2 separate regions of the Nothobranchius furzeri genome follow, and region 2 is linked to region 1. The links are chromatin contacts, called in public Micro-C maps. All regions are on one chromosome and are shown on one strand. Each heading gives the region's core, a stretch centred on a gene start, on an enhancer-like site or on the middle of the called end of the contact. The rest is flanking DNA. Distances are from core to core; before and after follow the strand shown. Region 1 holds the start of slc4a7 (solute carrier family 4 member 7). Region 2 overlaps slc4a7 (solute carrier family 4 member 7).

The links. Hi-C and Micro-C count contacts between places; a contact is called where the count stands out from the background.
Region 2: a contact with region 1 is called in a Micro-C map of tail fin, with 5 times the contacts expected there. The contact joins the enhancer-like site here to the promoter of slc4a7 in region 1. A contact is called at or near these places in 2 of 2 Hi-C or Micro-C datasets (skeletal muscle and tail fin).

Annotation. Positions count from the first base shown.
Region 1 is chr5:59,518,907-59,522,320 of NfurGRZ-RIMD1, reverse strand. slc4a7 (solute carrier family 4 member 7) reads right to left here and starts at 1,772. Exons shown (of 25, transcript XM_070551805.1): 1 at 1,506-1,772. The coding sequence starts at 1,616.
Region 2 is chr5:59,564,458-59,568,074 of NfurGRZ-RIMD1, reverse strand. It overlaps slc4a7 (solute carrier family 4 member 7), which reads right to left. Exons shown (of 25, transcript XM_070551805.1): 16 at 2,100-2,261; 17 at 488-601; 18 at 84-245; 19 at 1-7. Among protein-coding and RNA genes, the nearest start is that of zgc:153896, 10 kb to the left of the region's middle. Within about 2 kb of position 2,269, at least 1 of the 3 cell types and tissues checked has an H3K27ac peak or open chromatin away from gene starts, as enhancers often do. A contact at or near this core is called in tail fin, where this site is marked.

The DNA of each region.
Region 1 (3,414 bases), core at 523-3,022:
ACGAATGAGTTCAGATCTTTTGAGAGCAGATCTGATCTGAAACCATTTTACTGTTAGTGTTTTTAATGATATTTGTGAATTTTTGGTAGAATCATTTTTAAAAATTGAATAAAAAGTTGAATTCAACAAATTAAAAAAAAATTAAACAGATTTCATAGAGACAAAAAACTCACTTAGAACCTGACCAGACTAGCCTTCAGCACATCTGTCTGAGCAGGACTGAATGCTGTTTCATCAAACTAAGGCTGCTCAAAGAGCCATCTAAACAGGTATGATATCATTGTTCACAATGTTTCCACAGAAATCCACTTCAAAAGGTCTGAATTGACCCTTTGAGCAGAAATGAAACTCTTCAAACACACCTGGTCCATCAAACCCTCATCCAGTACCTGGGATGGGGACTCAGAAAGAACCACAGGTGTCACTAATCCACCAAATCTAACCAGCAGGAACAAAGGTTTTAGAGGAAAATCAAATCCTGAAATCAGCAAACATCTCAGCCCAGTGTGTGTGTGTGTGTATGTCAGCAGCTCAGTCAGACTATGGAACCAGTTTAACAGCATCACTCTGCTAGTCGGACAGGTTACGTCTCATCTGTGTTGACAGGGACTCCTGAACGTCACTCAGCTTGTTACAGCTGGAGGTCTCAAAGGATCCACGTGTCAACCTAAACATCCTCCTATCTACAAAAACTGCAGAGAATTAGATGGGATTTTAATCCTCCCGTCACCATGGCAACAACGGTAGCATCCTGGCAACCTGTCTGAGTTGATTCACATGAGTTGTGTTCTTCTCCGAGGTCAGCATCATCCCCATCGGGGCTGGGTTCGGTGGTCCCGCTCCCTCCGGGCTGCTGGCCACACCGGATGACCTACATGTGAATCACATCATCGCCACGTGCTCCGCTAACTTTTCTCCACAACGGGTTTCACAAAGTCCTCTACGGAGACGTTTCCTACAGTCAGACACATCCCGTCACTTTTAACGTGAAACGTGGTCCTTTCTCTGACAAACGAGTGATGGTGACGGTTAGACAGATGACAGCGATGCCGGTATGAAAACGGCCCCGGAACTAAATATGCTCATAAAGGAGGATGAAACCGGCGCCGATTGGAAGATTAGCGAATTATACGTCAAAAATGTTTCTAACTGTTTTTTGTTTGCGTAGAAATATGCAGCGGAGGGTCTCCGAACCTCAAATCACCGGTTTATTAAAGGGAGTCCGTTGAGTTCGCTTCACTTCCTGGCATCAACGTGGTGGTCCTTAAAAACAAAAGCGCTCGGTTGCCAGCCTTTGTTTCCCACCAGGTGAACGGGCTCCACTAACTAACGAACGCTTTAACCAAACTTAGCTCTGGCTAACGGAACTTTTTTATGACCGTAGACTCCGTCCCGCAGACACACGGGGGTTCGCAGCGGTTCTTCTCCTTCCAGCCTGCTGAGGAGGCGCTAGCCGACAGCTAACAGGTACACCGGAGCGGAGGAGAGACAGTGGCGGAACTTACAGATGTGAGGAGCGGTTTCATCTGCTCGCTGCTGTCGTCCTCCATCTCCAGAAAAACACGGTGAAAAGTCTTCTCCCTCTTCTTCATCCGCCGCTGGTCCTCCAAGTTCATCCAACTAACTACCGCCGGCTCTTCAATCGTTTTTCTCCGCCACGATTTTACAACTGCCTGGAATATATTAACTCGGGGTCTAAATTCCGCCTTTTTATGATTGACAGCTCCATTATAAAATCACGAGTCTGAGATGGATTTAGTTTCACCAATGACAGAGCTAGAAAGTAAAATGGGTGGAGCTTAACCGGCAACAAAGCATGCTAGCTCCGCCTTAGGCCTTCCAATATAGATTATCGTTAGTCACAACAAAATAATCATCTTTCTCATTAGCTTTTCCTTTTTACTTATTTAATTCATTGATTCATATTTAATTCGCATTCTCAGAATTAATATTTGTTCTATATGAAGAAGGAAAAACCTATCACTGTTGAAACATGTCAGCATCAACGTTTAACGTGAAAGAATAATAATAATAATAAATAATAAAAAACTTTATTAATCCCTCGGGTGAATTCCTTCGGGAAATTCAGTTTCCAAAACTAACATGGAAGTAACTGAAATGACACTTTTACCAGATGGACTAATATTTGGTTATATTTGTGAAATAAAATCAGTGTGTTTTAATATTTGAGTATCAACATTTAAGTTACCCATAAAGAAAAAAAAAACAAAGAGCAGAAATTGCATTTTATAAGTGTATCAAAAATAAATACTCAATTTCAGAAACTTTATTTTAATAATACTCAGAATTTTCTAATTTAACAATCACTTCATATCATCTCACATGAAATAAAGTGTTTGCAAGGTCATATATACTTTAACTTTATATACATGAAGGGAACCTGATAGGAACATGATCAAAATATGATGGGAATCTAATGGGAACATGATGGAAAACATGAAGGTGACAGAATGAGAATATGATGGGAAACGGATGGGAATATAATGGGAGCATGATGGTAATATGACAGGATCATGATCACCTGTAAGACTACACACCTCACTTTGGGTCACACACATTTAGAATCTGTAAAGCAGAGAGAAAGTCTATTTTTCCAGAGAGATAACACACCCTGGTCCTTCTGGAAACTCTAAACTGTGAAGGTGTTGATGGAAGACAAATGGATGTTAAACCCAGTCAAGAAAACCCGGTCCCGTCCATATGAGCGAGCTTCACAGTAAAACTGAACCTTTCTGCAGCTTATCTACGATCAGCAGGTTGGTGTTTCCCTCCTGCTGATCCTGTTGTTGCTGTAATCCTGACAGATTACTTCGCTACACAAAAGTCATTGTTGTTCCACAAAGAACTCTGGCAGAACTCTCGGCCTTTTATTTCTAAGTTTTCTTTCAGAACAACCCATGAGGAGGTTTTTCATGCCGTTGCACAACCAGATACACAAATAAACTTGTTCTCTTCTTTATGTGGGAAAATTATGACTAAATATTTGATGGTCTGACTCTTGTTTCTCGGGGATTTTAGACTTTTTTTCAATAATTTCATTTATTAATGATTGTTAATACACAATTTATATAGATTCAGTTTTTTTGATTGCTTCTGTTTCCTGTTGATGTTCAGCCGATTTTATATTTGTAAGGGTTTTTATTGTGGTGGGGTGTTTTCAGGCTTGTTTCAGATAAAGATGGCTGTTTGGATCATGCTGAACAGGAGCTGGAGGTTATGAAGAAATGTCAAAACACCAGAAGCTCCAGGCTCAGAGGAGAAACTGTTAGAGAAAAGAAAATAAGTCATCTGAGAGAATAATTGATTGTAAATTTGCTTTGCTGGAGTCTGATCCAAGATTACACAAAACAAACAAACTAATAAAATAAAAACTCCTGGCTATGATGTCATAAA
Region 2 (3,617 bases), core at 1,020-3,519, 45 kb before region 1:
AACCTTTCTGCAGCCGGACACGCAGGGAGGTGAAAACCAGCAGAGGTCAGCGGTCAGCCTGTAACTGATGAGTCTGCACCCACCTTCAGCTTGTTCTCCTTCCTGTTGATGATGATGGCGGTGATCTGCTGGTCCATGAAGATCAGGATGGTGCAGAGCAGAGCGGGGATGGCGGCAACCAGCAGAGTCCACCAGGGATTGGTTCCGAGGGGGGAGATGAGCCAGCCGCGGTGTTTGGATGTGGGCTGGAGGGATAAACACAGATCACAACCGGCCTCAATCATCTCATCACTGCTAAGTGCCATTCATGCTAGCAGTAACAGGCCCTCCAACTGGATCCTTTTACTTTTACATCAGACATAAATCTGTGTAGTTTGTCAGTTATTGTCCTCAGAACCAGAATCTCCAAATGTAATGTAAAATTAATAAATACATGAAGAACAAGGACAGAACAGTCTCATCCAAACACACAGCAGGAAGGTTTTACCTCAAATCGGTCGGGAACGCTGAGTTTAGGAGAAGGAACGCCCACCAGATAATCCAGCAGCACCATGATCATGATGGTCAGGAAGACGGCAAAGTCGCTGATAGCCGATCGCACCTGCAGATCAAAACACCTTCAGCAAGAGGAAATGCTGTTTCACACACACACACACACACACACACACACACACACACACACACACACACACACACACACACACACACACACACACACACACACACACACACACACACACACACACACTATTTTAATCGCTTGTTGACTTAAAAACTACAGCATAACTCACATTTCTTGGTTGTCTTAAAACACAGAAAACAAATTGTTTTTTACCTTGTTTGCCAACGTTTCAGCTACTTCCCGTAGCAATCCTCAGAGCTGTGGCGTCCCTTCCTTCTCTGTTTATTAGCGAGCAGCAGAGGATGATGTGGCCCTCTGATGCTCGTGCCCTCCTCGTCGTCGACACAGGCCCGTGCGTGATCTAACATGCAGACCCCATCGTCCCTCTTTGATGTTCCATTGTTCGTGTGTTGAGTGGGCGTCCGGTTTGCTGGGACTTTGTAAATGACTCCACATTTTTGTTCCTGCGGATATCTTGTGTTTTGGATGTACTATTTCATTGTTGTCAATATTTTTTCTGTTATGCATTTGATGTATGGAAGAGTCATCTCTGTTTTGGTTCTTGTTTTTCTGGATTTCTGTTCTTTGTTTTGGTTGTTCTTTCCTTTCTGCTGTTGTTTCCCTTTGCTCATTGCCCATGTAGACGAACAGAGACGATGGAGTCTAAACATTAGATCATGCATGGGACTGCATCATCAACGAGGAGGGCGCGGGCAGCACAGGTCATCATTGTCCTCTGTCGCTCACTGATAAACAGAGAAGGAAGTGACGCCACCAACAGCGTCACAGCTCTGAGGATGGTTACAGGAAGCAGCTGAAACTTTAGCAAAACAAGGTAAAGAACAACTCCTGTTAATACACAGCAGTGTGTATTATAATTAAACATTAAACAACTACCTATATATAAATAAATAATTGTCCCCAGCAGTTTAAGCCACACACACCTTTATGTACATCATCCCCACCAGTTTTAAAAACTGACGCCGCTGATCAGCTGTGATGTAATGAAACTGTGACCTGATTGGTCGGTTTGGAACAGCTGGACTCGTCTCACAGCACAAAGCACTAAGTTAAATAAACAACGACGTAAAATCGGTTTTAATCGGACTTCAGGGTTAGATTCAAAATCTCCAGATTGACAAAGACATGACATCACTTCCTGTCTCACACAATATTTTAGATTTCAGACATGTTGACCTTTGGTAACAGATTTTTAGTCACCAGCAGGTGGTGCTGACTGTAAGCGTCTTTGGTTTATAGAAACATCAGTCCTGGTTACCATGGAAACACCGACTGTTGGGTTCAGCTTTTTCCAGGTGTTTGACCACAGACCTGAACTTTAGCTGGATGAGACTTTTACTGGACAGCTCTTTGATTCAGACGTTAAACCAGGAGGAAACCAACCAGAATTCATTTACTTCTGATGAAAAACAGAACCAGAAACCTGTACTTTATTCCTGTTAGAGGACAGACGGACCTTTGTGGGGAAGTAGCTCTTAGTCTTGAACTTTTTAAGGAAGGAGGAGAGGAAGAAGGTGGTGAAGAAGAGAATGACGGACCAAAAGAGCACATCAGGGACGTAGGGACCGTGGTGGCTGCAGGCCGATCCGACAAACTTTCCGTTTAGATCCAGACATTCCTGCAGACAGAAAAGCAGACAGAGCTGCAGTTTCTCTGATGGCCTCTAGATGCTGCTGTGACTCAAACTGACAGGAAATAGAAGAAAAAAAATTTTCCGTCTCACATTCAGAAAAATTAACAGAAACTTTTTTCAGTTTGTTAATTTAAATCTTCTCCTAACCTCCGACCCAGTCTCAGGATCAGGTCTCCACAATTAAAACCTTGTACCTGATCCAGGTGAATTTAACCTGAAGATGCTTTTAGGTCCCCCATAACAGTTTGATCAGCAGGTGGCGCTCTAGACTTCCTAACAAACAGAACAGGGGTCTCATTTATAAAACATTGCATAGAATCCTTAAAAAAACTGTACTTAAGCCAAGTAGGTTTGTGATCTATAAAACATGGAGTACGCACAGCTGCACGCAATCTCCGCTTCATAAATCAGAGACTAACTAGAAAGGTTCTCAGCTGTTTCTGAGTCACATCCCGCCCTCACCACGCCCACTTTCTGCCATAAATGGTCAATGCAAAGTGCCTTGTGGATCTCATGCATAAATATAAGCCGGCTCGTTGCAGCGCTCCGCCATTAACGATGGCGACCGCAGGTCAAGGAAGCGCTATTTCACAAGCAGAAGTTGAGGTACTTGTGGGTGAGGTGGAGAAATGAAAAGAAGTGCTTTTGCAAAACAAATAAGAGAAAATCCACAGAGTGGCACAGCGTTGCTGAAGCCGTCAATGCCGAGTTCTTCAGAGAGATCTGTGGCGGATATAAAAAATGGTCCGATCTGAAGGTGGAGGCAAAAAATAAAATAAAAAAAATGGATGTTTTTCCACCACCACGAGTGTGTCTGCCACTGGCGGAGGCCCTAGCACCTCTGATCCCCCACCGCTCGCCGTTAGGAACTCAGCTGTACTCGGACTGGCAAGCGTGCATGGCATCGTGCCAGAGAAGGAGAGAGACACTGACCATGCAGAGGAGGCCAGTAACGTTTAAGCCTTTTATTAATGCAGATCAAATGTGTCCGTCATTAAAATATAAACAAAACCAAATCTCACTGCAGTACAAGTGATAACGCTGCTGGAATTCATAGTTGTATCCTTCTCAGGAGCAGCGCTGCAGGAGCTCTCCATGTCCAAAATGTGCCTAAGTAAGGTCCTTAGTCAGCTTAAAGTTGCACACCTTTTTCCACAATGTTTTCTTTTATAAATCCAAAAGTTTGCGTGGAAAGTTGCTTACGCAGTTTTCCGACCCCGTTTTGTGCGTAAGCAAGCTTCATAAATGAGGCCCCTGGTCTCTTGTCCTGAAACCTAAGCAACTTTCCTGGGTTCTGATGATGTTCTGGAAGGTGTTACTAGTGACGCTGGACCAGAACCA